6 separate regions of the Mus musculus genome follow, and all the other regions are linked to region 1. The links are chromatin contacts, called in public HiCAR-type, HiChIP or PLAC-seq and promoter capture Hi-C maps. All regions are on one chromosome and are shown on one strand. Each heading gives the region's core, a stretch centred on a gene start, on an enhancer-like site or on the middle of the called end of the contact. The rest is flanking DNA. Distances are from core to core; before and after follow the strand shown. Region 1 holds the start of Rgl2 (ral guanine nucleotide dissociation stimulator-like 2). Region 2 holds the start of Dxo (decapping exoribonuclease). Region 3 holds the start of Atf6b (activating transcription factor 6 beta). Region 4 holds the start of Ppt2 (palmitoyl-protein thioesterase 2). Region 5 holds the start of Notch4 (notch 4). Region 6 holds the start of Zfp81 (zinc finger protein 81).

Region 1 (5,229 bases), core at 2,040-4,539:
CCCCTCTCCAATTGAGGTGGCCCCCAAGACAGAGCTAACTACCGCCCCCGCCACCTTGTTGAACTGTGTGACGGTAGCTCGGACAGACGGGCAGAGGTGAGAATGTCCTGGCCGGTCTCTGTGACCCCAGAGGCCTCCCAAACACTGAGAGGGGATCAGATTAAGAAACAGTTCCTGCAGGGCAGAGGTTACAATTTAGAGTCAAGCCAGACAAGTTTCCAGTATCAGGGATCTGAGGCTCTTAAGTGGCCAGGGACCAGTGGGGCCAGAGTTCAAGGGGAACAGCCAAGGGGCGAAGGGCAGAGAAGGGTCAGAGAAGCAGACACGGAAGAGGAACTGCACCAGGACAATTGGAAGCAAGAAAAGGATCCGGAGCCAAGGAGAGGTTAGTAAGGGGGCAGAGAGTGTGGGGTCAAAGGTCAAGGTCTCACCGCATCTAGCAGGGTCAGCTGTTCGGCCAAGTGGTCAGCGAGGAACACCAGGACATCCGTGGGGTCAGCAGGGGAATCGCCAGGAAGGGCCAGGGGCTTAGGAAGGTCGGGGGCCCGGGGGTCCACCCGGGCCCGGAGGTTTCGGATGAGGTCAGCACTGCCCCCCACAACACCCTCCCGTGCTGCATACCCTGTCCGAAGCAAGAAGCTCTCAAGCCGGTCAAGTTGACCCTTGACCTCAGAGCCAAAATCCTCAGGGTGAGAGGCCAGCCAAGTTGAAAGTACAGAGATGGCTACCCTGAGAGAAGGGGAATCAGCCAGGGGTCAGAGGTCTAGCCTCAGCACCCTGAGGGGACTGAGGTTCAGACAGGGCCACTCACCCTGTGGTCCTCTCTAGCTCACCGGGAGGATGAGATTCAAGGGCTTCCAGCCTGGGGATGAGGAGAGGGTCTACCTTGTGGCTTTTCCAGCCCCCGCTGGTGCTGGGGGTGCTCAAAGGGAATCCAGGAGCCTCCTAACCCTTGGCCCCTGACCTGTCAGCCACAAGCCCAAACAGGGCAGGAGTGGAGGTGAAGGCCCGGTGGGTGGCCAGCAAGGCCGGAGTGAACATCATGTCAGCCCCTGCTGTCCTGGCATCCAAGAGGTGTCTGACCAGGGCCTCCAGAGTGCCAGCGCGGAGCCGTCGGGAGGAGCGAGGTGGAGGCAAGGGAGCCTGGAGAACATGGAGGGTGTCTCACCGACGGGCCTCCTCAATCTGACTGCTAGACATCTGGGATAATCCAGATCTAGCTTATTTCTGCCCCGGTTCAGAAATGGCTTAAATCACACAACACAGAACTACCTTCACACTACCAGAACTTCTTCAACCTAATGTTCCGGAAAATAAATAAATAAATATTAAATTAAAAACCGAGAGGCAAGACCTCAAAGTCGTGATCTCACCAAGGGGTCAAGAGGCCTGTACTGGCGGCTTGTGACAGTAAAGGTCGCACCATCCTCCTCCTCGTCCCAGACTGACACAGAAGCCTGGAGGAGCAAGAAGAGGAAGTGAGTTCCACAGCACCTCCAGTCCCCAGCCATTGTCCCCAGGCCCTGTTCCTCCCTCTGCACCCCTCACCTGTGATGGCGGGGGACAATACCAGCGAGTGCGAGGGGTAGAGGGTACTGGTGACCCCAGGTCTACCCCACCCTGGGGCTCAGACAGCCCCCCCGGCCACCTCAGAGCTCGGTGGGATGGAAGAGGTTGCAGTGAGGGTTTCAACTGAATGCAGGAACCCCTCTTCTGGCCACCTCCAACCCCCCTTGTCCCACAGCTGAGCCCAACGCAGAAAAGCAGGGCGCAAAGTCAGGAGCAGAGCGCGCCCGAAGAGGCACAAAGCCAAAGGAAGAGAGACCTGAAGCAGAGAGAAGCTGAAACTTCACAAGGCCCGCCCTCCCTGACAGAACCAGAGGAGCCCAAATTTAGTCCTTCCGCAGAGACTCCTTTTCCCCAGGTCCCCAATACAGCTTCCACTTAATCTCAGCACTGGGGACCCCCTGAAGGTGGCGGCTCCAATCCCAGTTACAAGAAGGGGAAGTAAGGATGATGGGGGGGGGGGGCGGTAGACTCAGAGTCATGTGGCCCTAGCCCCTCCCCCGACCGATCCCGAAAAACCAGCCTTGCTAGTCACCCTAACTTTACCAATGTCGGGGCCCAGGAGTCTGGATCCTCGGGCTCCGAATCTAACTTCTGGACCCTCCTGAATCCCTAAATCTTGCTGCGGACTACATCCTATCAGTCTCTTTGGACGAAGATGACCACGCTCTACCTATCCCGGGATCATCTCTCCAGGTGCCGGAACCTCTTGGCTTGCTGCCCTCTATTGAGCACCAGGGGGTGGGGGAAGAGGCGGCGAAATCTGAGGGTTCCCTCCCCAATCCTAGAGTCTGAGGAGCTGGTTACTGTGGAAACAAACCCCTCCCAGCCAAACAAAAAACGAGGAGGGAGACAGGGACCAAGATACAACTGCCCAGTGGCACCCGTCTAAGCAGGTATGGGCAAAGAGGGCCTGAGCCCCGCAGGCACAGTCAGCCCGTCTGCCAGCCAGCCATTCTGGTTCCGGCAGGTTCCTACGGGCAGGTTCCGAGCAGACAGACAGGGCGAACTTCATAGACACCAGGACCCGCAGCCAGGGGACAGATATCCAGAGAGAGTGTGGCGGGCGGGATGCGAGTGAGGCGGGGAGGAAGAGACCGAGGGACCCAGAGACACCGAAAGGAGGAGAGTCTCAGAAATATTTAATGCCCTGCCTCCCGCCACCCGCGTCTCACCTCTTCTTCTTCCTCATCCTCTTCCTCCTGCCCCCCGCCCACGGCCCGGCCACCTGGGTCCCCACCCTCTTCGGGGTCCCGGCTCCGGAAGCTGCTCAGCACGACTCCCCCGGGGGGGGTCGTGTCCAAAAGCAGCCGCAGGGGCCGCGGGAGCATGGCCGAGAGAAGCAATCAGCGGGGTCGGGCCATGGGGGCGCCTGGGGAGAGACGGGTGGGATTGGGTGGAGTCAGACGGGCGTGGGGGAGACGGACAAGAAGGGACCTAGGTGGGAGTCCCTGAGGAAGGCTGGGGGAGGGAGATACGGGAGTGGGGAAACCCAAGCCCTCGGTGCTTGCTTGGGACTTGGGGGCTAACTAGTGCGGAATGGGCAGGGTCACCCGGTGCTCCGGCTCTGACCTGCTCGGGAAGGGCGAGGGCTGCGCGCGGGTCCCGGGCCTCTGTTCTTGTCGGTCTCTGGCCCTCTACCGAGTCCCCTCCCCGGCTTTTCCGCGATGCCCCCCTCCTGCACCCCGCCGGGCTCCCGGGCCCTCCCGCCCTTTCCGCTTCCCCCCTCCCCGCGTCCGCCCGACAGCAGGAGCCAAAAAGGGAAGGAAGTGAGGACAGGAGCCAGGGAGAGCGACTAGGGGAGTGCTGGACGCCAGGGGCTGGGACGCAGGCTGCAGGTGCACTACTCCGCTGTCCCTTGCAGCCCCACTCGGTGGCTCTGAAGCCCGCGTCTCGCAGCAGACACGCTGGAGACCAGGGTCCTGTCTCAAGCCTCCACAGGAAGGCAAACACGGAATTTTAAGTCACTTTTTCTAACCAGAGCGGCGCTGCAACTGCCGAGGAAAGTGCCCTAGCAGTGGCGCGACCCCGTTACTGCAGCTCGAGAATGACACTGCCGCCCCGGCACGAGTGCAACGGAGCGAATCCGCGCCGGGTTTTCTGTGCCGCCCTTATGCCCGCCCACTCGCGGGGAGGGGGCGGAAGCCGGCTAGTGCGGCGCTTCCGGTTCCACTCGGGTCCGTCGCTCCGGGCGTCCGGCTCTCACCGTGCGCCCGAGCGCGCGCGGTTCCCACGGTGGCTATGTCGTCTCCCGGGTGCGAGACGAGGACCGGGAGGTGACCGAGGTTGGCTGTGCTTGGAAACGGGAGAATGAGAGGCCCGCATGGAAACTCGGAAAGACTTTATTAGCTCACGAGGACCGGCGAACAGGAGAGGACGAACCACACGGGGACATTCGTAAAGGGCCGAGACCCACCAGGCCCGGAGATGGTAAAGGTGGACCAGGCAAAAGAAAAGCTGTGGTAGGAATGGAGAGCTGGAGAGGTAGGCTTTAGTCCGCGAGGGAGACACATGGACCTTTCCGTCTCTAGACTACTGCTGTGGGCTGTCCCTGAGGTCTCTAGAATCTTAAGATGCTATGAAGACCTTTCGTCCTAATCCCCTGGCCAGTGGTTCTCAACCTTCTTAACATTAACGCAGTTCAAGTTGTAAAATTATTTTCTTTGCTACTTCGTAACTGCCTTTACTACTGTTGTGAATCCTAATGTCTGGTATTTCCGATGGACTTAAAGGGGGTTGTGAGCCACAGGTTATGAACCCGCCTCTCTGGCGCATACACTGGTTCTTCTCAACCCTGGGACTCTACGCATGTGTGTTCTTATATTTAGTTCTCTCAACAAAGCCCCGCCAAGTAACCCCGACTGACCTGAAACTCCCTATTTGTAGATCAGGCTGGCATGGAAATGTCAGAGATCCACTGCCTCTGCCTCCCGACTGTGGGCATCAAATGAGTGTGGCGCTAAGTCTCGCTTTTTTCTCATCTTAAAAGTTTAGTTCGAGTCCAGCGGTGGTGGCGCACGCCTTTAATCCCAGCACCTGGGAGGCAGAGGCAGGCGGATTTCTGAGTTCGAGGCCAGCCTGGTCTACAGAGTGAGTTCCAGGACAGCCGGGACTATACAGAGAAATCCTGTCTCCAAAAACCAAAAAAAAAAAAGACCTCTAGGCATGGTGTCCAGTGCCGTTTGTCACTCCGAGGCAGAGGGACAGGTGGATCTCTGGGACTTCGAGGCCAGCCTGGTTGGCTTGGTGAGGGTTCAGGACAGCCAGCCAAGGCTACATAGAGAGACCTTGTCTAAAAACAAGAACAAAACAAGAAAGATTGAAACAAACAAAAAAACCTTAAAAAAAAAAATCCGAGCTATTCAATGGAGGGAGAAGAAGAGAAGAAGGCTGTTGTTCTGGGGCAGGGGCTACTGGAGTCATCTGGGCCAGAGATGAGGGTGGCTTCCACAGACGAGAACTTCTTTACTGTGACTTCTGCAAGAGAAGAAAGAAGTGGGGAATTGGAAGTGTTGGGAGGGAAGTGAGTTTCTCCCAGTTAATGTAGAAACATTCTCACAGTTACAGGCGTGGGAGCAGGCTGGGGCTGTCATTTCCCACCGGCCAGACATGGTCATGAGTGTCCTCGCTCCTGAGTCTTCCAGAAGACCCAGTGGGTCAGCT
Region 2 (5,229 bases), core at 1,545-4,044, 910 kb before region 1:
CTGTGGCCAAGCGGATTGGCGAGGTTCAGGTGGCCTGTGGCCTGAACCAGACAGTGGAGGAGTTTGTGGGAGAGCTGAATTTTGGGCTGGTAGAGGTTGTGTATGAGTGGGCTAGGGGTATGGTAAGTGCCGGGTTTGGCAGTTGGCTGGTTGGGAGAAGCCATGCAAGACCTGGCACATTTAGTCTTCACTCTGCTCTTCCCATAGCCCTTCTCCGAGTTGGCAGGGCTCTCAGGGACCCCTGAGGGCTTGGTCGTCCGCTGCATCCAGCGTCTGGCTGAGATGTGTCGCTCGCTTCGAGGAGCAGCACGTTTGGTGGGTGAGCCTGTGCTGGGTGCCAAGATGGAGACGGCAGCCACCTTGTTACGGCGGGACATCGTCTTCGCAGCCAGCCTCTACACCCAGTAAAGGATGTGTGGATAGAAATGTAACAATAAGCTGGGTTGTAGTAGCAGCGAAGGGGCAGATAAATCTCTTTGAGTTTGATGCCAACCATGTTTTGAAAAAACTAAAAACAAACAAAAAAAACCCCCTAAAAACCCAAAAATATAAATAAAGAGCAAACCAGAGTGCTTGGAGTATGGTAACTTGGAACAGAGGTGACTCCATTCAGACACAGCAAGAGACCCACTTAGAAACACGCCTTTATTATCTGCACGGAGCCCAGACTTGTCCTCAGTCCTTGGGAGAGGGAGTCTTTGAGAGTGGTGGGAGGTCTTGGGTCATAGTCTCCACATACCATGAGGGCAGGAAGGCATAGGGTGCGTCACGATGGACAGACACAGTGACAGGGCCACCAGGTTCCCAGGAGAAGAGGTGGACAAGCCTGTGGAAGACAGAGGTGTGGGGTGAAGCCAGAGATTGAGCCGGGATCCAGAGGCAGTGCACAAACATGAAGGCCTTACCTGGGATCGTCCTGGACTACTGTGCTCTGGGCAAAGCTAAGGAAGGCAGCACAGAAGTTCATGCACACAGAGGGATTCCAGCCTTCTCGGTCATTCTGGAGGGGGCACAAGAGGCAGAAGACTGGGGGTGGAAAGAGGAAAAGGCAGGTGGCAAAGGGGCACTGGGTCTGAGGACTTGGTACAGGGGGTGGGGAAACAGATGGCCACTCTGACACCTGCCTTACCCTGACATTTTCAAACATCTCCATGGTAGGAAAGGTCTTTAAGGAACAGACGAAACCTTCTGGGTTCCGGAAGCCGGCAACAACATGTGGGACCCCCGGGAGGAACGACTGAGCCCACCATTTCAGCAACTTGTGTCTGACGGGAGAGGCAAAGGGTCAGCAGGACCCTCCACCCCCCCCAACCCCCCCCAACCCCCCCCCAACCCCCCCCCCCGTCAGTCCCGGCCCCGGCCAGAACCTGTAAAAGCTCCTCCACTGGCCAGGGCTGTGCATCTCCTTGGATGTCTTGAGCTCCACGTAGCAGGAGGGAGGCTGTGTGCAAGGAGCCTGGGGGTTCAGGCAGTCTACCTCCCCGGAGAACAGGAGAGGGTGGTTTCCCAGGCGGCTGCGTAGCACAGAGCAGTAGGCCACGTTGGTGTTAACTTCCCCAGAGGGGTCTGGGGAGCCTCCGGGTTTGTCTGCACAAGAAGAGAAGGCAGCAGCAGAGGAAGGGGATCTCGACCTCTGTGGAAGGGGAGAGGGACCGCACGGCTGCGACGACTCTCACCTGCGCACATGTACTGCTCAAATTTGTAGCCCATGTACATGAGCTCCCGGAGGAGGGGTGGCCGTGCAAGCCTCTGGGCCCGAGCAGCCGGGGTCTCCACCTCACTTAGGTACAGTGTCCCTTGGAACCGGGAGGCTGCCAGCTGCCAGCCCTCCTGCCGCTCATACGGCGTGGTCAGCAATTTTGTCAGGTGCCCTCTCCATGTCACCGTGGCCCCTGCCAGCCAGCCGGGACCCCTGGGAGGGAAGAATGCGGGGTTTATGGTCTGACTCGAGTTTTACTTCTGTTGACTCAAAGTCCCCACTAAAGACCATTTGGCTTTCCCAACTTCAGAAGAGAAAGCCGGGTCACCAGGTCAGCTTCTGCGTTGCACCGGGCTCACCCCTCCAGCTGGTTCCGGTGTTCCAGGACCCAGCGCAGCAAATGGTCCAACCTCTCTTGGACTTCCTCGTCCCGGGGCTGGTATCGGTCAGGGTATCCATCTCTGAGGTCAAAGTCCGGGCCTGGGCCGTTGATGGGAGGGGGGCTGTAGTAGCGGAGGGCTCGGGCATCTCCATGGTACTGGCGTTGTGCGTCCAGGGAGAAGCAGCCCAGTTCGGATGGACGCCGGTAGAACGGGAAGGGTCCCGAGTACAGAGAGGGCTGTGTCCGCAGTAAAGGGACTGCCCGGGGGAGTTTGTGCAAAGGCTTTTCCACCTCTGTCTTCTCCGCTTTTCTCTTAGTCCCTCTGGGTTCCATGAGGTCCTGCGAGGAAAGCGTTTCCAGTGGATAAGGAGCGAGTGAGCTTCCAGGTTTGGGCTCTGCGTGTCAGGAGCCGGGCGCCTCGTTCCCACCCACGGACCAACGAACGCGGCGAGCTTGAGGAGTTTGGGGGTTGAAGCTAAGACTTGGTTACCTCAAAGCTCCCCACCCTGACCGACCTCCACCTCCTCGAGGCTACGGCGTCAGGGCCGCACGTCAGAAGCCGGAGAAGGATGCAAACACGGAGTTGCTGTTTCTGATGACGCTCTCATCCGCCCTCAGCGTCGGAGTGGGCGAGGTCCGTCTGCACCGGAGCGGGAACCCAGGCGGGCCACTCGCGCCTCGGCGCGCCCCAGTGAGCGCTCTGGTCGGGAGCCAATCAGCAGCGGTGCGGGCGACGGAAGTGAGGCTGCCTTCGTCATCAAACTCAGACGACCAGCCAGAGGGCCCGTCGTCATTATTCTGTGCCGGAAGACGCGGTCTTCGGGACTCCTTTCCCGGAATCCTGAAATCCGGGTTATGAATCGCAAGAGACGGCTCCTGGCGTCTGAGGCTTTTGGGGTGAAGCGGAGGCGGGCGCCGGGGCCCGTGAGAGCGGATCCTTTAAGAACAAGAGCAGGTAACCATGGCAACCTGGGCGCGGAAAGCCCGAGGGTATCCACCCTTGGAGGAGGGGGGGGAGGAGGAGGAGGAGGAGGAGGACCTAGGGTAGTAACCATGGCAACCCAGGCGCTGGGCAGCGACTCTGAGGGCTGGGGCGTCCGAACCTCCGCGCTGTCTCCACCCTCGCTCTCCACCCGGACCTGACCACGCGCTTGCTCCACCACAGGCTCGGCGCGCGAGGCCATCGAGGAGCTCGTGAAGCTGTTTCCCCGGGGGCTGTTCGAGGATGCGCTGCCGCCCATCGCGCTGAGGAGCCAAGTGTACAGTCTGGTGCCAGACCGGACGGTGGCCGACCTACAACTGGTGAGCACCTTGGAGACCTTTGGCGTGTCCCCCCCCCACCAGCCCCGGCCCTCCGACCCGCAGCCTCGAGGGCACTCGCCAAGTCCCTGTCGCTCAGACACTCAGTCGTCCGTCAGCAGGCGTTAGGCCAAGGCAAATGCAGAGCAAATCCCAGGGGTTTGGAACTGCAGGCAGATGTCACATCTGACAGGTGATGGCTGTTAGAGAAGGTTAGTGAGCGCGGACAAAGGTGTACTGAAGGTCACCGGTGAGAGAGATTGACTGAAGGAGAGAGATGAGTCTAGTGTTAATTCCCAGATTTCCCAAGTGATCAGTTAGTGATTAGGGGATTGACTAGAGGAGGGAGGCACCGAGTAGCTGCTTGCCTGATGTGCGTACACTGAGTTGCAGATTATAGATGTATGAGACAGTGGGCTATGACGCTGCAGATCATTCTAGGCTGTGGTGCACAAGGCATAGGGGCTAAATGAGATACTTAGGGAGACTAGAGGAGTGATGTAACCTCGTGGCCAAGTTTAGAAGGCGATTGAAAGCCAGGGCCATGTCTCTTCACACAAAAAAAATCCACAGTGGGCAGATTTCAGTCTCTGTTTTATAGGAACTCTCAGACCTCTGCCTGAGTTGAAGGTCAGAACACTGTGAACGGCTCTCTGCTGCTACATACCTCTCTGGGCTCCTTTTAACTAGGGCAGTTCCTCCTTAGAGGCTGTCACAGATCCTTCTTGCTTAGCTTTGTCCTTATATTGTTACAGAGTTTCTGACCTTGATTCCTGCAGGTGACTTCTGACCTCCTCCTCAGGCCATGGCCCCTGTGCTTCCTTTTCTATAACTGTTTTTTTTTTTTTCTTTAAACAAAAAGCTTTCAGAGTTGCACAAGTTTTGTTTTAAGACAAGGTCTTAATTTGTAGCCCAGACTGCCTTAAACTTGATATTCTCCTGCTTTCATCTCCCTAATGCTGGGGTTTACAGTAGTCAGAAGGTTAACTAGAGGGAGTCTCTTCTTTCTTTGGAGAGGGGAGGATTGAACTTGGGTCAGCAGACTTGACAGCAGAGTCACCTCCTCAGCCCTGTCACCAGCTCTAAGAAATTTCTCTTGTCCTCTCTCATTGCTTTCTTCTGGCACTGAAATTACATAGACATCTTCTCTTTGAACCCCTTCAGACACTTCCATGTTCAATAGTTTTGGGCTTTCTTTTATAATTGTACTGTTTAGTTTCATCTTAGATTAATAATCTGTTCAGAAAGCTTAATTTCATTTGCTTGTGGCTATGTGCTTGTGAGCATGGGTGTGTGTACATGTGGGTTTGCACTCTCAGATGCCAGAAGATGGCACTTGATCCCTGGAGCTGGGGAGGTACAAGTTACAGGTGGTTGTGAGCCACCAGATGTGGGAGCTAGGAACTGAATGTGGGAGCTCTGCAAGAGCAGGAATTACTCTGCCACCGAGCATTGCTCCCACCCCAGATCGATAGTCTTTTATTCAGCTGTACTAAAGTATTTCACACTCATTGAAGTCTTAGTTTATTGTCTTCATTTCTCAGTTTTAAATTCTCTACTGGGACTTTTTTTTTTTTTTTTCTTTTTATGGGTCTTATTATGCAGCACTAGATGACCTGGAACTCAGTCTGTAGACCAGGCTACCCTTGAACTCATAGAGACCCACCTACCTCTGCCTCCTGAGCGCTGAGATTAAAGCTATGCACCACGGTGACTGACTGGGACATATTTAAGCCTATATCTTTTTTATGATTATTTTAAATTTGATTATTATTTTTGGCCATGTGTACTGCCATATGGCTTTAATCCCATTGCTCTAGAGGTAAAGGCAGACAGATCTCTGTGAGCT
Region 3 (5,229 bases), core at 805-3,304, 720 kb before region 1:
ATGCTGGATCATCCCCCAGCAGGCAGAGTGGGGGTGCCAGGGACTCCATCTTCACATGCAGCACCTCGCCTACACCAGGGACCTGTGAGAGGCAGGGTGGTGCAGGGAGGTGGAAGGAATGAGGGAAAGAAACCAAGAAGAGTAAGAACGAAGACCCCAGAGCTTCCAGCCCTCCAAACAAATGTGCCCTGCGCTAAGTGGTCCTGACACGCCGCCTAGCCTGCCCAGGCTCTTTGTTCGATTATCTTCTCATGATCACAAATATCGAATTACAGTGGGAGGCCTGGGCAAGAACAGTTTGCAAAGTCTCAGCCGTTCATCAACTGTTTTCCCAAGCCCTTCACCTGCCGTCTCTCTGCATGTTCAAAAGGCCCCTGTCTTCCCTTCTATACAACCAGACCAGAAGGGCAGAAAGCGAGGGGACGGTGACTAAAAAGAGACTGCCACCCGCCTCATGACTCACAGCACACAAACAGTACCTCAGCACCTATGAGAGGAGCCACAGAGAACCAGAGGGGAGATGGCTCTCACCTGGCTGGGGGGCTCTGTGGAAAGATGTGAGGACTCTGAGCTGAGGGAGGAGGACGAGCAGGGAGAGGATGGCTCGGACTTCACCTGAAGATCTGGGGGGGAGAAAAGTTCCGAGGTAAGCAGGGAGGCTGGGGACGAGGCTCGGGGCTGAGACCATGTCTTGCCTGTGCCAAACCAACACTGCAGAAATGAGTAACGGAGGAGCAGAGCCTAGCATTGCCTGTAGCGTGGTGCTGAGGTGGGGCAGGAGAGTAAGGGCAGACAACACCCCAGGGATCACAGGGAGGAGCACACAGGGATGTTAGTTTCTGGGAAGCAGTGGGAAGAGAAGGGCATTTGGAAAGATGAGGGGAATCCTAAGGGCGCCTTACCTGGGAAGATGGGTAGAGGGTCCCAAGGGGGCTCAGGGGGGCTGACATCCATCCCCACATCCAGAGAGCTGCTGTCAAACTAAGCAGTGGGACATATTAGCGGGCAGGAAGGTGAGAAAGTACGACAGCAAAACAGGAGCGACACAGCTTGCAAATTAAGACGCCCACTGTGTCAAGGCTCCATAGTTTACAGAAAAAAATGTTTCTCTTTTGCTTTCGTTGTATTTTACTAACAACCACTAACCACCTATTCTCGCCCCTGTAGACACACAGCTGTCAGTCTTTTATCTGTACCCCATAAGAAGGATCCCAAAAGGCCAGAAGGGGCTGCTCTCTAAAATCCTGACTTAGTTGGCTAGTCCCGGGTGCGCCTCTAAAATAAAACTTGAGCCAATTAGACCAATGGACTTTTGAAACTGGTCTTTCTCCTCGAAATTTTCGAGTTTAACATGAGCAGGGGTGACACCCTGATGAGCTCTGTGGCTTGGCAATGACTCCAAGTTTGGGGTCGCCCTCCCACCACCAAGGGTCATAAGAGAAACTCTGAGGTAGCAATACCGGGACATCCTGCTCCACGCAACGGAACAACTGTGCCTGCTCCTCGGCCACTTCATCCAGGCCACTGTACAAGGTGCTGTCTGCATGGAGGCCCGCGTGTCAGGAGGGTGGCACGCCAGCCCCGGCTCCATCCCTCATTGGCTCGGCCGGGCCAGACCCACCGCCCGCCCACTCGCTCAGCCTTACACCCTAAGGCGTCCAGCCCCTCTCCCCTGACCCCGGGCAGCCCCGTGCTCCCACGGGAGACCAAGGTCTTCCCTCCTCCCGCATCCCGGGGAAGCGCGAGTCCCGCTGCGCTCTCCCTCGGAGGATGGGCTCGGCGTCCGCCCAGCCTTCCTCGTTCACCCTCTGCTGCCTTCCCGCGTGCCTCGGGCCCATGGCGAGCCTCAGCCCGCTCCTCCCCCGGGGCCCCACTCCGCGCACCCCAGTCCTCCGGACTCAGCAGGTTGTCGGTGAAGAAGCGCGTCGGGTCGGCGATCTCACTGAGGAGCATCAGCTCCGCCATCTTCCCCCCACCCCCCACCATGAGCCGGCTCCCCGGCCCGCCTCCTCCCGGCCGCGGCAAATCCATGAGCTCGCTGAGGAAAACCGGCGTCCCGGAAGTCCTGATGACCAGTCAGAGGCTTAGTTGGTGAACACGTGACACGAAGGAGCAATGACTGTGCATGCCGGGCCAATGGCACGGGTCAGCCGCTTTACCGATCCAGGCGAGACTGTGCGTGCGCCGTACAGGCCCCAGAAACTAGCATTGTGGGAAATGTAGTTCCTAGCACTTAGGGTTCCGGCATCTGGGCTAGAGTGTTCATGCTTGAGCAGTTGTCCGCAAACATCTGCACCCATGTGGTGCCCATAAACTCATGAAGGCACACGCATAATGAATGAATTATTAATGAATAAACGAATGAGCAAAGTTCCAGCATTTAGGATAAGAGATGGCTCAGCAGTTTAATATTGCTTATTGCGACTAGGCGGTAGTGGTGCACGCCTTTAATCCCAGCACTCAGGAGGCAGAGGCAGGCGGATCTCAGCCTGGTCTACAAAGTGTGCTCCAGGACGGCCAGGGTTGTTACACAGAGAAGCCCTGTCTCAAACCCTCCCACCCAAAAGGAAAGTGCTTGTTGCTCTTATAAGGGTCTGGATTACATTCTCAGCACCCACACCTGGCGACACGCAACCACTTGTAACTCCACCTCCCTGGGATGCAACTCCCTGACATCCGGAAGTTCTGGCGTTTGCCACAGCCAGTCCCAAATAGACAACCTCTCCTATCCTCGGAGGTGGATACGCTTCCCGGGACTCCCTCCACCAAGTGGCTCACTGACACCGTCGCTAACTCCCTGTAGGTCAGAACGAGATACGAGTTCAAACAACTTCCTTCGGGGCCCTTGAAAATTCCACAACACAGACCACAGTTCGCGGGTTCCTGTCTCCTTTAATCAGCTAAACATCTTGCGCAGTCCCCGAGCCAGCCCTGCATCCTGTTTCCTTCCCTGAATGACCACCTTCCCCAGCTCCTCTTTCGCTGCACGGTTTTTGGGATCTACTGCTAGCACTTTCTTGAAATCAGCAGTGGCTTTTTCCAAGTCCCCGAGGGCAGCCCGAGCAACCCCCCTTCGGTATAAGGCCTTTAAATGGCCCGGCTCCCGCTCCAGCACTCGGTCACAGCTCTGGGCTGCCAACTGGGGGTGTCCTAGCAGCAACTGGCAGGCAGCCAGATTGGCATAAAGGGTAGTTCGTTCGGGAGGGCCGGGTGGGGGCAACGTCAGCAGCAGTCGGAGAGCCCGTCCATAGCATCGGGCAGCCCCTTGAGGGTTCCCAGCTCGAAACAGTTCTGTACCCCTTCTGTGTTCTTCTTTGGCCAGAGCCTCCTTCTCCATAGCCTCCATCTCCCAGGAGTCCCGGCCATTGGTGAAGGAATCCAGTCTGAGTTTAGCAAGAGGTGCAGAGGATCCAGGAAGGTGAATCTTTGCCTCCTCACCTTGACGCATAGACTCCAGGCATTTTTCCATGAGTTCCCCCCACATTTTTTCCCTCCATTGTCCTATGCCTATGGTTAGTTCTGTCCAGCCCTCTGGCATCCCAGATCCAAAAGGAAATCCCAAAGCCAACACTTGGCATTTGGAGCCTAGCTTGGGTTTGTCTAAGCCATGGCCAGGGACTATGATCTTCTTTACAAAACTCCCATCAGGACAGTACCAAAGATCAGAAGCTTGGAGGTGCTCTGCCATCTCATTGGTTGAGACTTGAAATTGATCAGAGTCACCTTCAAATCCAGCCACGGGATGTTCAATCTCTTGAGTCTCTACAATTTGATTGGCTGGATCCGGTCTCACTCCCACCTTCAGGGCTTCAGGGAGAAGACCTGGGGACCGCTGCCTAAACGGAATGGCTGTATTTAAGATTTGCTGGGCGTTCTCTTCCCGCTGCTGCGGCTGAGCGGTGTTCTTCTCGTTCATTGGGCTGATAGGTGAGGTCTCCATTGGATCTCCTGATCCCTTCCACAACAGATAAAGGAAAGAACAGTTTAGTCTGGAAAGTGATGGGTCAAGTGTAGTTCAGACCTGAGCAGGTGAAAAAAACAAACAAACAAACAAACAAAAAACCGAAACCATGTAAATTCCAGAATTCCTAGTTAAGACTCCTCGTAGTGCTAAAAGTTTCTCCTTTTTTTCCCCCCTTCCCAAGCTAGAATCCACCCAGGTCTAGTTTAGAACTATAAATTCTGTAATTCCCCATGGTTCGGGTAGTCGCCCCAACTATGGGCACTTGACCGGGTCAAAAAGTACCTGAGAGACCAAGGAGCATAGCAGGACGGCCTAAGTCACAGTTGTTGCATTGTGTATGATGTTGAGGCCTGGAAGGGCAGCCTGGGAGCAGCTGAGAGTCTCTATCAGCTCTCGAGCCCTCAGAGACGGAGAAGCTAGTCCCTAACACGACGGCCAATCAGGAGCACGAAGAGGTTCCTTGTCCCGCCTCTATGGTGACGCCATTTCCCTAGCAACCGTGAAGCGCCATACCTTAGCAACCGGACTAGACCTAAGCAATAGAATTAGCCAAATCGAACCGAGGTTGACAAAGATCTGGCTGACTGGTTTAGTCAAAATGTAAAAAGGCCAGAAATGGGAAACTTGGGCTGAGGAAGAGAGAGCAGTGGTAGAGAGCTTTACCAAGCATGCGTAAAGACCCTAAGTTCGAGCTTCAGTTCAAATGTAAAGGCTGAGATTTTAGCTGCTTTCAGACCCTCCCCTGTTATTATACCCAAATTCAGAGATCTTAGCTGAAATCAACCCCTGTCCATTTTGGCTCATCCTTGATTGACTTTTGCCACATATCCATCATTGCCCTTCAACTGAGCCCCCTGATCCAGAATCGTAGTGTTTTTCAAACTCGAATGAGCATGTCCATCATGAGAAAATATATTAAATTGCAGACCTGGATTTCGAAACTCTCAGATGGAGCCTGCGATTCTTGGATAGTGCTCCAGCCCGCTAGCAGTGTGATCCCTCAGTGACCTCATTCCGCACCAGCTTAGTTTGTCCTATATATTTCGTGTGTAACTGGTATCCCATGCTCCAGTGAGAGGAGCGGCAGAGAACAGCTCTCCTCCTCCCTACAGAAGGTGTAGATAGATCCCGTTTGTGACTCAGCCTTGCTGGGCAAACTGCCTGCACCGGCTGGACCAGCACAGTTCTTCCGGGAACGAGAACCCCTTATTATCTAAGCACCTTACTTTGGCATATGTTGTTCTTGGTGTTATTGACAGGGTCAT
Region 4 (5,229 bases), core at 770-3,269, 700 kb before region 1:
GTTTCTCTCTGCTTCTGGACCACCTCTTTCCTCCTCTCACCCTGGCAGTCAAGCCCCCAGTTTAGCTCCCTTGGAGTTGTCATGGAAACCGGGAGGCAAGACCAGGCAAGGCGGGTGGGACTAAGAGAAGGAGGGAGGGAGGGAGAAATCTCTAGAGCCTCTCCCGCAAAGACTCGCTGTAGTGATTATATTGTGAGAAGAAGCCAGCTCAATGGATTTACCACACTTATCTCCAGACCCCGTTCAAGCAGTCCCTGCTCATCCATGGGGTTGCTCCCTCAGTTTCCCTCAGAACATCCTGCAAGATAGTTCTAGGTTTCTCCAGGTGTGAGACAGAACTGTACAAAGAGTGGAACCAAGAGGTTCAGACCCCCCCTCCCCCATATACAGCCTGACAATAGAGGTAAGATGCTGACTGTGGCTAAAGAAAAGGAGAAAAAGAAAGCGCCTGTGGGGGTACACAGGTACCTTCTTTCTCTAGGGTTATAAGAAGCTGAAATGCTTCATCAGAGGGAAGCAAGCTCTAATTGCTTGTTTGTGACAGGCAGGTTTGGAAAAGCGTGCTTGTTGGGGGCTGAAGAGTTCTTGGTCCAGTCAGCAGTCACAACCTCTCCTTAAAGCACTCCCTCTCTCCCCCCTCCTCCTGCCCCAAGACGCAGATCCACCCCCGGAGTCAACCCAAGACACAGCGGTGACTTCCACTCTTTTTATTTGCTTTTTGTGTCTTGTAAGGGCGTGGGTGGGGAGGTGGGGTAAGGATAGGCCCTCTACAGAGGTTACACCAGTTGAGCCTTTTTTGCAGAAACCTAGCAGGAGAATCAGAAACACCCCTTTAGGATTTTCCAACTCTCTCCAGAGACAGTTGCTCTAGGACAAAGCCCCTCTGGTGGCGTCCTGGAGAGCAGTCTCCAAAGCCCTGGCTTGAGCCCGTTCCAGGTCTGAGAAATTTTTACCCACGGCCTCATACCGGTGGTTCTGGTTTTTCAACCGTGCATGGATCAGAGGGAACCTTGGACCCATCCCTCCCACACCATCTTCAATACACGCTTCTGGTTTTATTAAGTTCAGATTAAACAAAGTCCCTGAGTACAGGCCTTGAAGCTCAGAAACCCTGCAAACTTATTTAATTGCTAAGTAAAAGCACTGACGGATAAAGGCTATTCCCTGGCACTCCGGCGCGCCGTAGGGGTCACGGGTAGGCCGAGTGGTGCCAGCGCCCGCAGCGGGGAGGAAGTCTGCCTGCACTGGCAGGGTTTGTGTCGCCAGCAGCCCGCAGGGATCTGAGGAGCAGTTTGTCGGGGTCGCTCAGGATTGAAAGACTGGTGGAAATCCTGTGGTGAGTCCTTGAAGCCCACGGGGCCCCACGCCCATATAAGGTGGGTCCGGGAGGGTGGGTCGTGAATGCGGAGATAAAAGTAGGGCCAGAGAAACTGGGTCAGGCTGCACTTCACTTGAGGGGCCTGGAGGACTCTCGGCGTCTCCGGAGACAAGGGCACAACACGCACTTCAAAGTGAAGAGTTGTAAGGCGCTGATCCGGAGCGGGAGGGCAGGCAGGAGTGGGAAGAGGGGCTCTTCAGCTGTGATCGGCCTGGCACTCTGGCCTAACACAAGCCTGGCGTCCAGCGATAGAAGCGGGAGTCGCCTTTCGTCAGTCCTAACCTCCCCCCTCGCACGTTTTCTTGGGCTCTGCTACGAAGCCAGACAGCCTGGATTGGAAAGTGGGCCGCATTAAGGAGGGGAAGTTGCACCCCTGGGTGGCTGGATGCAGCTGAAGCCTAGGAATGCCTTCTTTAGAAACCCAGTATTATCTTTTTCTGCTGTTGCCTCTCCCCATCCGGCTAAATGGATCGCTCTGTCTATTTCCTCCCCAGTTCTTTGGGTGCAATGGAATGTTCCATTGCCCCTCCGGTCCGCTGTCCGCGTTGCAGGGGACGCTCGCCCTGTTGCCAGGGAAAGTCCCGGACGTGACGGCTTTGCGCGACCCCGAGCAGCACCCCCCCCCCCCCCCCCGCGCCCCGTCCGTCATCCCACTGCGCGCTCTCCTTGTCCCCCTATCCCCGTATCCGGTGGATTACAGACTAGGTACAAGTAAACAGCTGGCGGAACGAAGCCTCCAGACACAGACCAGGTGGGAGTTTCCACTCTCCGTGTGTCCTGGGCCGCTGTTCCCCGGCCTTTGCAGATCCCAGAGTAGTGAATGGCCGAGGTGATGCTTAAGGGAGATCCTGGGCCTTGGGACAAAGTCCCTTGGGCGCCAAGTTGGGGGCGGGACTTAGGGTGAGCATTGGTGCATGGAGGTGGTAGGTGTTTGTGCCGAGCCATCTGGATGGAGTAAGTTAAAAGTAGCCTTCCCTCATACGGACCAGGAGTAGGAGCGGAGGCCGGAGAGTTGCTTGCTGTGAGTCTGTTGGGAGTGGAGAGGCGTCGTCTCCCTCACGGCCTCTCGTTCCTTCTCAGGTGGGAGCATGCCGGGGCTATGGAGGCAGAGGCTTCCTTCGGCTTGGGCTTTGCTTCTCCTGCCGTTCCTGCCGCTGCTGATGCCCGCAGCCCCCGCAGCCCACCGCGGGTCCTACAAGCCCGTGATCGTGGTGCACGGGCTCTTTGACAGTTCATACAGCTTCCGCCACCTGCTGGACTATATCAATGAGGTCTGTGGGGGATACTGAATGGATATAAAGTGGCTGGGGGAGGAAGCGTGGGCAGATGAAAGACAGCCAGCCCCTCTAGGCTAGTTTTCAGGGTACTGCTCCCCGCACGGGGAGAGCTGAGGGATGGGGGTTCCTGCAAGCACAGTGAATACACTTTGTCCAACCTAGTGCCGCATTGCCCCTTTCCCACAGACACACACCGGGACTGTGGTGACAGTGCTTGATCTCTTCGATGGCAGAGAGAGTTTGCGGCCCCTGTGGGAACAGGTACAAGGGTTCCGAGAGGCTGTGGTCCCCATCATGGAAAAGGCCCCTGAAGGAGTGCACCTCATCTGCTACTCCCAGGGTAAGCAACGCACACTCTTAACTCCCAACCCCCGTCTGAGCTTGACCCTTATCTAAGGCCTACTTTCTGGCGTTTGTGTCCTGAGTGGGAGGGAGGGTTCCTTCTGTGCTCATTGGCCATGGTTCTTAGATTTAAGGAATTACAGAGCAGCTAAAAGCATTTCAGTTGGTCAGAGGCCTAAACTCGCACCATGGCTCCATCATGTGACCTGTGACCCGTGCTGGAATGGAGTGTATCGGAGGCCTGGGATTCTGAGAGACAGGAAGTAAGGATCACTCCAGTGGCTATTCTTAAGACCCTTTCGGAGCTGGAGAGATGGCTCAGCGGTTAAGAGCACTCACTGACTGCTCTTCCAGAGGTCCAGAGTTCAATTCCCAGCAACCATGTGGTGGCTCACAACCATCTGTAATGAGATCTGATGCCCTCTTCTGGTGTGTGTGTCTGAAGACAGGGACAGTGCACTCATATACATGAAATAAATCAATCAACCTAAAAGACCATTTCCAACACTGGTGCTCTGCTTCCAGGGGGCCTGGTGTGCCGTGCTTTGCTGTCTGTCATGGATAACCACAATGTGGACTCTTTCATCTCCCTCTCCTCCCCACAGATGGGCCAGTATGGAGGTGAGTGGGCACTGTGGGTGCCATAGAAGGCAGTATAGTGTGTTCGGGGCACAGAGATTTGATGGCCCTTGGCATGGCGGTTCTCTTTCAGACACGGACTATTTGAAATGGCTCTTCCCCACGTCCATGCGGTCTAACCTCTATCGGGTCTGCTATAGTCCTTGGGGCCAGGAATTTTCCATTTGCAACTACTGGCACGGTGAGTGGGCCTCCGTGGTCGGGGTGCTACGGAGGATGAGGCCTGTTGCTCCCAATCTGACATAACCAAAGCAATCGCTTCCATTTAACACTTATAAAATAGACACTGTTCAGAATGTGGTGTGCAAACCAGCCAGTTGCCTCAAAGAGTGTAGTCTGATGCAAAAATTTAAAAAAAAATGGCTTATTGCCATGGACCACCCCAGTCTGGTATAGGGGGTCCCTGAAATGAGGGTCCTCGAAGCCTAGGTGGGTAAGGATTTGGTAGTGACAAACAGAAACAAACACAGAGGCAGTTTGAATCTGAGTGTTTTGCAGCTCTCAAGCAGGGGATCTTATACATTAAAAGAACAAATATTAGAACTCTGAAAAAATATATTCACTGACTCACAAACAGAACATGTGATGATTAATAGAAATCATCCAAGCGTAACAACTCTGAAAGGATGTATTCAGAGGGGCATCCACCCAAGGCTAGTGGCATATTTCCAAGAGCAGGTTAATAAATCTTTATAGTCAATTATTTAACATCTAATGCCTGATTTTTTTGTTTGTTTGTTTGGTTTTTGGTTTTTTAAGACAGGGTTTCTCAAGCCGTGCATGGTGGTGCACGCCTTTAATCCCAGCACTTGGGAGGCAGAGGCAGGCAGATTTCTGAGTTCAAGGCCAGCCTGGTCTACAGAGTGACCCTGTCTTTTTTTTTTTTTTTTTTGGTTTTTCGAGACAGGGTTTCTCTGTGTAGTCCTGGCTGTCCTGGAACTCACTCTATAGACCAGGCTGGCCTCGAACTCAGAAATCCACCTGCCTCTGCCTCCTGAGTGCTGGGATTAAAGGTGTGCACCATGCCTGCCCGGCGGCTTTCTTTACCATATACGAAAGCCCACCTCCGATGACACACATGCAGCGATATGCAATTTTACTGTTAGGAAAGTTTTTTTTTTTTTTTTTAAAGATTTATTTATTTATTATATGTAAGTACACTGTAGCTGTCTTCAGACACTCCAGAAGAGGGCATCAGATCTTGTTACAGATGGTTGTGAGCCACCATGTGGTTGCTGGGATTTGAACTCCGGACCTTCGGAAGAGCAATCGGGTGCTCTTACCCACTGAGCCATCTCACCAGCCCGTTAGGAAAGTTTTTATCTGTCATGATGCTGTTATATAACTTTATAAATGATTTGTAAAGTAAAGCATTGGTTTCCCTGGGGATAAGGTCATGTTAGTGTCCCCATCTCAAGGGATGGTTTCCTACCCATTACTCTCGCTTAAGATCTTGGCCTAGATTTCCAGGAACATGTAAATAAGAAAAGAAATAAGAGAAAACAAAACAGATATTTTGTTCCAGCCTAGAGTTCCACAACAGGTTCAAGGAGGCCTCCTTTTGAAGTTTTTGCCTCACTCTGTGGAACTTGT
Region 5 (5,229 bases), core at 683-3,182, 630 kb before region 1:
ACCAATTTGCCACAACCCAGATCACCGGAGAAGAAAGCCTCAGTTGAGGAATTGCCTAGGTCAGGTTGCCCTGTGGGCTTGTCTTTGGGATCCTCTAGACTGATAATTGATGCAGAAGGGCTCAGCCCACTGTGGGCAGCACCATTCCCTATGCGTGGCATCATTCCCTAGGTGAGGGTCTCAAACTATGCATGGCAGGAGAACGCTAGATGAGACCAAGCAAGCAAGGGTGTTGCCGTTCTCTCTGCTCTTGACTGTAAATCTTGTATGATCTGGCAGCTTTGGGTTTCTGTTCAATATTAGGCTGTCACCTCTACCAGGACTTCCCTACCAGGATGCTGAACCCTCAGACCTTGAGCCTGGATAAAGCCTTCCTTCCTTCAGGCAGCTACTGCCATTGTGGGGAGTTGAGTCACAGCAACAAGAATGACTTACAGGCTCCTCCTGATTGTACTTACCTGTCCACCCAGGCTCGCAGGAGCACTGTGGGCGGCCTGAGGCCTGAACATAGCAGTGACCCCCGTTGGAACAGAAAGAAGGTGGACAGAGCTCTTCCAGATGGGTTTGGCATCGATCACCGGTGAAGCCAGAGGGGCAGGTGCAGGAGAAGTGAGGGGTCAGTGGAGAAGTAGGACTACGGGAGCTTGGGGGTGTGGGGAGCAGGGCTTGGCAGCTGCCACCATTCTTGCAGAGTTGGGTATCCCTGCAGGGGTCAGGAAACTGGCAAGTCTCACCCAGAAATCCAGGGGCACACCTAGGGGTAGAGGGACATTTCAGGCCAGTGATTCCCCCTCCTCCTCCCCGTCCTGTCTCCCCAGGTCCCGCTCCTATGATGCACACTCACTGGCAGATCCCTTGTCCCCGAGATAGCCTCAGGCAGGTGCCTCCGTTGGCACAGGGCTCTGGGGATCCTCCACACAGAAGCTCTGGAGAAGAGACTGGAAGATGAGATGGAGCCCAGGGTCCAAGGGTCTCCAGATGGCTTGCCCTTCCTCCACCAGGTCCTCCTTACAGGCCACTGACCAGCAGCTCAGCACTCCCCCACCCCATGTTACCCAGGTGCATGGTGCTCTATCATTCTCTCTCTCTCCTTCACACCCCAGTCCCAGTCTCCACAGGGTCCCCTTGTCCCAGCCTTGTCCCAGGCCTTCCATTCATAGCTTGTTATTCTTCCCACCCCTTTCCTGTTTATTCTCCAGTCTCCCAAGTTCAGCCCAGCTCCATCCCCCGGAAGCAGGGCAACAGGGCTTAGGAGGGAGCCAAGAGCGCTCCTGGGATGTGAATGGCTGAGACACCTAAGGGATTTCCTTCAGGAAAGGCCAGCAATGAGCCACTGGGGTTGGGGACATCTGGACAGAAAGGGAGCCGGTGGGCTCTTCTCTGTCTCCATCTCTTGCTTCTCACTCCTCTCTTCCCCATATCAGGCAGTCCATTTTTTCTCCTGTTTGTCTGTCTGTTCCTCTTACTTCAGAACCAGCTGGCTTCTCCCTGGGCATGGACACCCTCCTTCCCACCCAACAGCAGGCACCACCCCTAGCACCAGGCACAAACCTGGGTCTCCTGTAGCCCCGGAGTCAGTCAGCCCTCCCTGCAGGTTGTCCCCATTAGAGGGGACAGAATCTCCTCCCTCCAGTGTCCTTTCAGAGCCTGGGACTTGGCTTTCTTCCCTGACCTCACCAAGCATCTCCCCAAGAGAGATATGCCCCCACCCCCTCACCTCTGGTCAGGATGACAGGGAAATTGAGTGGCAAGAGCAGCAGCAGCAGCAACTGGGGCTGCATTCCAGAGCGCCTGCCCCTGGCCCGGATCTCCTCTCCCTCTTCAGGCAGGGACCCTCAGAGCCCTTGTGGCCAGGCAAGGCCACCTCCTCTGCCTCTACCGCCCTTCTTCCTCCTGAGCCTGCTGCACGCCTCAGTCTGAGCTGTTTCCTGAGTCACACAATGTCCTGGACACCCTACTGATGGGGGGTGGGGGGAGCGAGAGGTTGGTGTGTGTGTGAAGGAAGACAAGGGAGAGTAAGAGAGGGGCGTGGCTGGCCGGGAGGGGAGCTGGTTTGCTCTTAGGGCCCAGGGTGGGGGGTCAGCCAAATGGGGGAGTTCCTGTCATTTTAATGGTCAATACGGCTTCCTTTTCACAGGACTGGGAGTGGCAAGGGAATGCTACTGTGACCCAGGAAGGGCAGGTCTTAGACAGAGGTGTTGGGACAAGGGGAGGATTCTCAGTTTCTGGTGTGACACACCCTCTTTTCAAAGGAGCAGCAACGTGTCTTGAACTGAAACCGGTCACTTTGGCAAACCCAGGGGATCTTTAGACCTTTCCTTGGCTCTTTCTGGGGGTGTTAGTTTTTTTTTTTTTTTTTAAAGATTTATTTATTTATTTATTTATTTATTATATGTAAGTACACTGTAGCTGTCCTCAGACACTCCAGAAGAGAGAATCAGATCTTGTTACGGATGGTTGTGAGCCACCATGTGGTGGCTTGACCTTCGGAAGAGCAGTCGGGTGCTCTTACCCACTGAGCCATCTCACCAGCCCGGGGTGTTAGTTTTTTAAAAAGGTATTTTGAGACAAGATCTCACTGTGCGCAACATCCTGGCTGTGCGAATCGTCCTGGCTGGCCTGGAACCTGTGGGATCCTTCTGCAGCTGCCACCTGGGTGCTGAGGTTACAGGCACATGACTCCATGCCTGGCTTTTTCCTGGGGAGTGGACAGGACGCTGGGCCCTCCTCCGAGTGGAGACGGAACCCAGGCTTCCCGTGTTCTACACTGATACTTTACCACGAGTCTGGAGGCTTGGCCTTCCTTCAGAGAGGAATGTAAAATATTGTCATTACCAATAACAAAGGGACACTCTATTTCATCCACCTCTACCTCTCTCCTCCACAAAGGATGCTGGGGTACAGTCAAGATGTTAGTCAAGACATAAAATTTAAGTCATCTATAAAAAAAGACAACCATAAAGGGAATTCATTACCCCCAAAAGTTCATGCTACCTCCTTTTATCTTTATTAAAAGCAAGCAAGCAAACAAACAAACCCAACCAACCAACCAAATAAAAAACAAAAACACAAAAAAAACAAAAAAACCTCAACTTTGGACAAGGTCTCATTCTGTAGCCCAGGCTGGCCTGGAACTCACCAGGTAGTGGAGGCTAGCCTCAAACTCACGAGCATCCTGCCCCAGTCTCCTAAGTGCTGGGATTACAGTGTGTGCTATAATGCCCAGGGCTCACTCTCCCTGAGGACCCAGCACAGCTTTGGAGTCAGCCATTCTTGGAGCTCTGCAAGCTCTAGGTACGGCCCAGGGTGGAGGAGCTGTCTGCAGGAGCAGGTTGCTCAGCCTCGAGCAGTCCTGGAAGCTGCCTGCAGTAGGATCTGCCTGCTAGGAACACTGACAGTGTGCCCCCACCCCCACCAGGCTGGCCTTGAACTTGCTGTGTTGGTGAGGATGACCTTGAACTCCTGATGCTCCTGCTTCCATCTCCTAATTGCTAGGATTACTGCTGTGCACCGATGTCCCCTTTGTTTACACTGCATTGGAAATCAAACCCTGAGCTTCATGCACCCTGGGCCAGTCCTGGTTCACTGAGCCACTACACACACACACACACACACACACACACACACACACACATATGAATATATATATATTCATATATATGTGTGTGTATACATATATACTATTATATAATATATATATACTATATTATATATAATCATATAATATATATTATAATATATAATCATATTTAGCCTTATATTGGGAATTTAGTCAGCTATTTGGTTTTACAGATGGCTCTAAACTTTGAGACTGTCTGATGTTTGAGGTGTTTTGGGGGGATGTTTGGTATCAAACCTAGGGCCTCATATGTGATAAGCATGTGCCCCACTACAGAGCTAACTGCACCCCCCCCCCCCCATCACTCTTAACCGCTTGCCTAGGGCTCTACCATATAAGCCCTAGGTCACTTCAACTAGTTTCCTATTGAGACTTGTCAGAGAGGGCGTCCGTTTTCAACAGGATCAACTGTTTTGCAGGAACTAGAGCTTACACATCTGTGTGGTTGCCTGCTTTCTTAGGCTAACTGGGAGTAAACTCATGAGCCTACAGATGACCATGGAATGAAAACTTGGTCATTAAGCCTTGGCAGCATCCTCCAGCAGACAGTGCAGGACTTTCTATTCCAGTGAGTAATGTCTGCGTATGTCTTACTGTTGCCAGATCTCCAGTTCTTGCTCTTCATTCGACTTCTTGCCACAATGTCTCTTTGTTGCTTCAAAATTGCAGTTGTGCTGGTTAAGGCAGGAGGACTGGAATCTAAGGCCAGCCTGGGAAGACTTCATCTCAGAATAGTGTTTTTTTTTTTTTTTTTTTTTTTGTTTTGGTTTGGTTTGTTTTTTTTTTTGTTTTTTAATTAAACTGCGGACAACCCCACCCCATTTTGTTAATTAGGGTTAACATTGTTTCACATGTGTGACAGTTTTCGTGTCTCTTGTGCATTTCCTGTCTGTTCTTTCAGCCCATTGTCCTCAAGATGTGTCATTTTCCCATAGCAGGCCCTAGTTGAGGCAGCTGCGATCTGGGAATATCCTGTGTGAGCAGTCCCTGCTTTCCTGTGCCTGGTTTGCAGATCTGGGGCACCTGGTGTTGGCCGAGCAGCAAAGTGAAACCTGGAAGAGACACCTGGTTTCTGGAGGAACCACCAAAGCTCAGTGGGAAGAGACAGCTTCACATCACTTAGAAGGGAGGCTGGAGCTTGTGAGAAAGGAGAAATGGTAACGCAGACAGGGAAGTGGTGATGCAGAAGGGGAAGCAGGGGTGGGTGGGGGAAGGGCTGTGTGTGTGGCTGCGCAGGGCACTGCTCACTTTATCCTGCCGGAGGCGAGGCACCTGCTCAGGCTGCCTGTGCTGCTCTGGTCCCGGTAATCTCCCAGGGCTCAAAGTGGGCATCTCTCAGAGCGCTTCCTTCTCTTTCCAGCTTCCGAGATGGACACTGATCAGTTGCCTGGGGAACATGATCTCTGTAACGAGGTAGCGAGGTAGCGGGTGTAGTGAGGTACAACCCTCCCCAACCCTCCCCCCCCCCTTCCGCCTTACCCCTCAGACTTGGGCTTTCCTTTCATTGTATATCCCTGGAGAAGGATAACTGTGTCAATCGTTCATTCACACCTCAGCTGTAGGAACTTTCCACATAAGGAAGGACAGCGTTCCTGTGCGTGTTTCCTGCC
Region 6 (5,229 bases), core at 934-3,433, 570 kb after region 1:
AGAGTGAACTCACCCCAAAGAACTATTCCTAAACAGGCCCACTTCTCTCATATCCTAATAACTTTTCTCCTCCACTGCCTCTGGTGGGTGGTGGGCAAGAAGAAAGGTTGAATATTTATTAAAATAGGCTGAGTGACCCCAATGGGGAAGTTAGAGTAAGGGCTGTAGGAGGTGAAGGGGTTTGCAACCTCATAGGAAGAACAACAATATCAACCAACCAGCACCCCACCCCAAGCTCCCAGGGACAAAACCACCAACCAAAGAGTAACCATGGCTCCAGATGGATATGTAGCAGAGGATTGCCTTATCTGGCATCACTGGGAGGGGAGCCCCTTGGTCCTGTGGAGTCTTGGTGGCCCAGGATAGGGAAATGCTAGAGCACTGAGGCAGGAGTGGGTGGGCAGGTGGGGGAGAAACCTCATAGAGGCAAGGGGAGAGAGAAGGGGATAGGGGGCTTGTGGAGGGGAAACTGGGAAGGGGAATAACATTTGATATATAAATAAATAAAATAACCAATAAAAATAAAATAGGCTGAAAAAATTATGCCTACATACATACACTATATTCTCTTTATTTGTGTCTTAACAAGATCTTGGCAGATTTCAGAGCTTAGCTATTTTTGAGCAGTGCTATAATAAACATTAATGTGCATTTCTCTTTAAGATTTATTTATTGTGTATACAGTATGTATGCATATATGCTTACAGGCCACAAGACAGCACCAGATCCTATTATAGATAGTCATGAACCACTGTGTGATGGCTATAAGTTGAACTCAGGACCTCTGGAAGAGCAGCCAGTGCTCTTAACTTCTGAGCCATCTCTCCAGTCCATGTCCATTCATTTCTTATGTATAGTAAAATTCTTTCCTTTCTCTTTCCTAGCAAAGGGTGCTGGTTTTAGTTTGTGACCTTTAGTTTTGAGGTTTTGTTTGTTTGTTTGTTTGTTTTCAGAATGGTTTCTGTGTGTCCCTGGCTGTCCTGGAACTCTCTTTCCTTCCTTCCTTCCTTCCTTCCTTCCTTCCTTCCTTCCTTCCTTCCTTCCTTCTTTCTCTCTCCTCCTCCTCCTCTTCCTCTTCCTCCTCCTCCTCTTCCTCTTCCTTTTCTTCACAATGACCTTTAACTTCTTGCCTCCAAAGTCCTGTAATTAAAGGTCTGTACCACCATGCTAAACAATTTTAAGTTGTTTTTGTTTGTTTGTTCTTAGAAATCTTCATACTTTATTTTTGTGTCTGTATTAATTTACATTCTCTCTTAAAAGTTATAATGACTCTTTCTCCTATATCTGGTTTCATATATACTTCTTTTAAAATTTTAAGATTATTTTTATATGTGTATGAATGTATGTATGTGCACCATGTGAGAACCTGGTGCCTGTGAATTAAAAAGGTGATGAAGCTCTTGGAGTTAAGATGTTTTCAAACGATCGTGTGGATGATTGAAAGCAATCCCAGGGCCTCTGTAAGAGTAACAAGTGCTCCACATCTTAATATTCAGAAGTGGGACAGTGTATTCTACAGCCACATTGAAGTTCTAGCCGAAATAAACCAAATCCACAAACACTATTTCTAGGAGTTTGGTGAAATGCATCTCTAATCTTAACCACCGCACAAGTTCTTCATGTTGAAGATATATTCTGAATTCAGCATTCTCTGTACGTTATAAAACCCAAACACTGTACAGTAAGCAGCGTAATGACCACCTATAGTACAAGCCCAAAGAAGCGCTGGTGAGATGGGTTGGTTGGTAAAATGCCTGATTATCCTTCATGAGGATCTGCGTTTGGATCCCCAGAACCCACGTAAAAAGCCGGCCAAGCCTCTATCGCTAAAACTGGAGGTAGGGATGTGTGTCATTGGCTTTGTCCTAATGTCACTGAGTCCTGAATGTTCACAAAAAAAGTAGTGTGAGTAAGCGGAAAGGCACGAGGAACTCACACGAAGAACTAAATGTGTGCTCTAAAAACCCCGAAGTATATTCTCTTTAAATAGAATGACACCAAATATACTCCGGGTTTACTCCAGGGGTTTGGGGGAGCCAGAGTTAGGGAGGTTCTGTAGTCAGTTTGCCGGGTGAGTTCCATTTAAACGCGCTGAAAAGAGTTAAAGAGGCGGGTCGGTACCGTTCACCAATCAGGGACGTTGTTACTTTCCTGCATGAACTGCCCAATGAGGAGCATGGATAGTCAGAGGGTGCCGCCATTGCCGCCCTGTTTGAGTCCTGTGTAGCTCCAGGGAGGCAGGTGGTGACTTGGCCTGAGTCGCTGTCCCTTCTGCTGATTGTAGGCCCTTTAGGAAGCACACTGCTCGCGTGTGAAATCAGGAAATGGTGAGTGTGCCCTGTGTTCCTGGAGTCGTGCGTGGCACGTTGGTGACATCGCGGAGGCTTTGTCCCTGTGTGGTGCCGCGGCACTGACGTTCGCCTGATTCTGTGCAGGAGTCTGTCACCCGCGCCCTCTCACCCACGTGCGTTTTAATTCCGTGCAGAGCAGGCAGCGGGGAGCCTGGGGTCTGGTCCTGTCGGTCCGGCCCTGCCCTGCCCCGCCCCCCTTCTGAAGCAGTGTCTTCTAGTCCGCTGTGCTCTCGGGTGAGACAGCGCCTCTCCAGACTGCATCGCTGGCGAGTTGGCGTGATGCTCTGTAGCATTTAGACTGTTGTGAGGGGCTTTGATAAACGCTGTTCGTTCCTTCCTTCCTTCCTTCCTTCCTTCCTTCGTGGGCATCGAACCTCAGGCTTTGCTCATTCTAGGCAATCCTTTTACCAATGAACTGTAAACCTATCCCGCATCCTGGTTTTTGCTGTTAGCGTTAATGCAGGAGGATTTGTTTGCTCCCTCTGGGCTGAGAGTGGGAGGAATGCTCCGGCTTGCAAGGAAGAGAGGATTTTCAATTTGCTTCAAAATTGTTTGGATTCACCAACCAATTGGGCAATTAATTGTCTAGGCACAGGTGAAATTTGGGGGAATTTTTTTTTTCTTCTAGCATTGCTGGCTGTAAAAAAAAAAGCATGAGATGGGATGAATAATTTAATTGTAAAAACAAACAAAAACGTGGTAGATTCTTTGGCTGTGGACTTGAACAGAAGGGATGAGAGGGTTATATCTGTTTCTATCTCATCGTTATGAATATTCGTAAGTTGTTTATATCCTCTTGATTTAATTTTAGCTTGTTGTATGCGACTCAGAATCAAACCATTTCTTGCATATATTTCTTTTCCTCGTGGGGGGTATTTTTTTCAAAATACTACCAAATGGTCCACTGCTTTTCTTTTTTCCTGTCTTTTTTTTTTTTAGTCTCTTGCAACCTCCCCTAATTTATGACTTTATTAATTTGTCTCTTCCCTCTTTTTTGTTAGCTTGACTACAGTTTTGCCTATTTTACTGTTTTTTAAAAGAACCATTTCTGAGATTGACATTGACTGTGTGTATTCTTTGAGTCAATTTCAATAATTTTTCAACTTATTTTTTACTTCTTGCTGTCTTTTGCTCTTAAGTCTGACATTTTGTTGTTTTCCTAAGACCTTGTGTTTGAGCCATTAAGTTGAACTATTTATTCGGCATTCTGAATTCTCAGTGTGTGTATGGGAAGCCGCGGTAGCTTTTTTGGCTCTAAATTGAAGATGAACTTGGAGGGTAACCAGAGGAAAATTTAATCGAGTTTTTGAGGTTGAGAGGGGGAAAGCAGAAAACAGGGCAGGCAAGCTTTAAATATTGGCATTTGTGGTTAGGCGAGAAAACAAAACAAAAGGATGCCTTTTAAGTTCAACATGGAGATCAGAGAAACAGTGAGGAAGCCAAGGGTGTTAAGGAAAGCATATTTTCTAAGTGTTGAGACTTGGATTTGAGTTCAGAGGGGACCTGATTTACAGGGTCTTGTTTCATACACGGAAGGATTACACCAGAGACAAAGTCTGAGAAAATGTGATCCATGACATGTTGTGAGACATTTGCAAAACATCCAGTTTATATACCAGGAGCTTTTCTTGAGCGCGCCCCAGTAAGAAAGGGCTTAAGATCTTCCTTTGCTGACTGGCTTCTTTCTTATGTTAATCTTCAGGTTGCTTTTTGTTTTATTTTGTTTTTACTCCTATTTTGCATTTGTATGTAAACATTTGTAGCTATGAGAGGTATGAATGAGCTTACCTCTTGCTACTGTCTTGTTTTCCCACTTGAAAATAGATTTTCTACCTATATATTTATATATCCTGATTGTGGTTTCTTCTCCCTTTCCCATCACAGTTCCCTTTCTGATTCTCATTAGGAAAACAAACAAAAACAACAACAACAACAAAAAAAAAACAAACCAGGTTTCTAAGGTAGAATAATAAAATGTAGTAAGATAACAAAAATTAACATATCTAAATTGGACAAAACAAACAGAAGGAAAAGAGCCCAAGAGAACACACAAGAATCAGAGACTCACTCCCATGCACACTCAGGAATCCCAATGAAAAACTGGAAACCATAATATATGCAGACCTGTGCAGGCCCTATGCATACTGCTTCAGTCTCTGAGTTCAGACTCAAGTAGATTTTAGATGGCCTTGTTTTCTTCATGTTCTCCATCTGCCCCCCCCCCCCCGTCTTACACTCTTTCTGCTTCCTCTTCCAAAGGGTTCCCTAAAATCTGGGGGACTACACAGACCCCTTCAACTCCTTGGGTGCTTTCTCTAGATCCTCCATTGGGGGCCCTGTGTTCCATCCTATAGATGACTATGAGCATCCACTTTTGTATTTGCCAGGCACTGGCATAGCCTCATACGAGACAGCTGTATCAGGGTCTTTTCAGCAAAATCTTGCTGGTGTATGCAATAGTGTCTGGGTTTGGGTTTGGTGGCTGATTATGTGATGGATCCCCGGGTGGGGTAGTTTCTGGATGGTCCATCCTTTTGTCTTAGCTCCAAACTTTGCCTCTGTTACTCCTTCCAAGGGTATTTTGTTCCCTATTCTAAGGAGGAATGAAGTATCCACATGTTGGTCTTCCCTCTTCTTGATTTTCTTGTGATTTGCAAATTGTATCTTGGGTATTCTAAGTTTCTGGGCTAATATCCACTTATCAGTGAGTGCATATCAAGTGACTTCTTTTGTGATTGGGTTACCTCACTAAGGATGATATCCTCCAGATACATCCATTTGCCTAAGAATTTCATAAATTCATTGTTTTTAATAGCCGAGTAGTACTACAGTGTGTAAATGTACTACATTTTCTGTATACATTCCTTTGTTGAGGGAC

Evidence for each region. Promoter capture Hi-C pulls out the DNA fragments that hold promoters and counts their contacts. HiCAR-type assays count read pairs that join an accessible place to other places. HiChIP or PLAC-seq counts read pairs in DNA pulled down with a chosen protein or histone mark.
Region 2: a promoter capture Hi-C map of liver shows a contact between it and region 1, with 5 times the contacts expected there. The contact joins the promoter of Dxo here to the promoter of Rgl2 in region 1. A contact is called at or near these places in 3 of 39 promoter capture datasets (erythroid cells, hippocampal neurons and liver), 2 of 484 Hi-C or Micro-C datasets (cortical neurons and embryonic stem cells), 3 of 115 datasets of contacts at active chromatin or transcription factors (cardiomyocytes, embryonic hindbrain and forebrain) and 2 of 9 other capture datasets (liver and pancreatic islet).
Region 3: a promoter capture Hi-C map of liver shows a contact between it and region 1, with 4 times the contacts expected there. The contact joins the promoter of Atf6b here to the promoter of Rgl2 in region 1. A contact is called at or near these places in 1 of 39 promoter capture datasets (liver) and 1 of 115 datasets of contacts at active chromatin or transcription factors (astrocytes).
Region 4: a contact with region 1 is called in a HiCAR-type map of astrocytes, with 3 times the contacts expected there. The contact joins the promoter of Ppt2 here to the promoter of Rgl2 in region 1. A contact is called at or near these places in 1 of 39 promoter capture datasets (liver), 3 of 115 datasets of contacts at active chromatin or transcription factors (astrocytes, embryonic stem cells and pancreatic cancer cells) and 1 of 9 other capture datasets (pancreatic islet).
Region 5: a contact with region 1 is called in an H3K27ac HiChIP or PLAC-seq map of microglia, with 7 times the contacts expected there. The contact joins the promoter of Notch4 here to the promoter of Rgl2 in region 1. A contact is called at or near these places in 3 of 115 datasets of contacts at active chromatin or transcription factors (bone marrow-derived macrophages, microglia and pancreatic cancer cells) and 2 of 9 other capture datasets (adipose tissue and liver).
Region 6: a contact with region 1 is called in a promoter capture Hi-C map of second pharyngeal arch cranial neural crest. The contact joins the promoter of Zfp81 here to the promoter of Rgl2 in region 1. A contact is called at or near these places in 3 of 39 promoter capture datasets (cranial neural crest, second pharyngeal arch cranial neural crest and stem cell-derived epiblast-like cells) and 1 of 115 datasets of contacts at active chromatin or transcription factors (microglia).

Annotation. Positions count from the first base shown.
Region 1 is chr17:33,927,954-33,933,182 of GRCm38.p6, reverse strand. Rgl2 (ral guanine nucleotide dissociation stimulator-like 2) reads right to left here and starts at 3,289. Exons shown (of 18, transcript NM_009059.2): 1 at 3,139-3,289; 2 at 2,742-2,938; 3 at 1,374-1,457; 4 at 965-1,143; 5 at 812-862; 6 at 432-729; 7 at 1-174. The coding sequence starts at 2,897. It overlaps Tapbp (TAP binding protein), which reads right to left. Exons shown (of 8, transcript NM_009318.2): 8 at 3,893-5,043. The coding sequence ends at 5,032.
Region 2 is chr17:34,834,584-34,839,812 of GRCm38.p6, reverse strand. It overlaps Dxo (decapping exoribonuclease), which reads right to left and starts at 2,794. Exons shown (of 7, transcript NM_001163770.1): 1 at 2,597-2,794; 2 at 2,059-2,420; 3 at 1,677-1,912; 4 at 1,368-1,587; 5 at 1,130-1,265; 6 at 906-1,000; 7 at 627-826. The coding sequence starts at 2,414. The coding sequence ends at 676. It overlaps Stk19 (serine/threonine kinase 19), which reads left to right and starts at 2,910. Exons shown (of 7, transcript NM_019442.3): 1 at 2,910-3,036; 2 at 3,247-3,383. The coding sequence starts at 2,937. Skiv2l (superkiller viralicidic activity 2-like (S. cerevisiae)) reads left to right here. Exons shown (of 28, transcript NM_021337.2): 27 at 1-122; 28 at 208-587. The coding sequence ends at 408.
Region 3 is chr17:34,643,971-34,649,199 of GRCm38.p6, reverse strand. It overlaps Atf6b (activating transcription factor 6 beta), which reads right to left and starts at 2,054. Exons shown (of 18, transcript NM_017406.4): 1 at 1,884-2,054; 2 at 1,461-1,540; 3 at 903-981; 4 at 532-623; 5 at 1-82. The coding sequence starts at 1,986. Fkbpl (FK506 binding protein-like) reads right to left here and starts at 4,386. Exons shown (of 2, transcript NM_019873.3): 1 at 4,247-4,386; 2 at 2,383-3,955. The coding sequence starts at 3,940. The coding sequence ends at 2,897.
Region 4 is chr17:34,624,225-34,629,453 of GRCm38.p6, reverse strand. It overlaps Ppt2 (palmitoyl-protein thioesterase 2), which reads left to right and starts at 2,019. Exons shown (of 9, transcript NM_001302396.1): 1 at 2,019-2,129; 2 at 2,459-2,649; 3 at 2,842-2,995; 4 at 3,523-3,618; 5 at 3,710-3,817. The coding sequence starts at 2,467. It also overlaps a transcript of Prrt1 not described here.
Region 5 is chr17:34,560,998-34,566,226 of GRCm38.p6, reverse strand. Notch4 (notch 4) reads right to left here and starts at 1,932. Exons shown (of 30, transcript NM_010929.2): 1 at 1,718-1,932; 2 at 845-926; 3 at 459-754. The coding sequence starts at 1,781.
Region 6 is chr17:33,355,832-33,361,060 of GRCm38.p6, reverse strand. It overlaps Zfp81 (zinc finger protein 81), which reads left to right and starts at 2,183. Exons shown (of 4, transcript NM_207541.1): 1 at 2,183-2,327. The coding sequence starts at 2,325.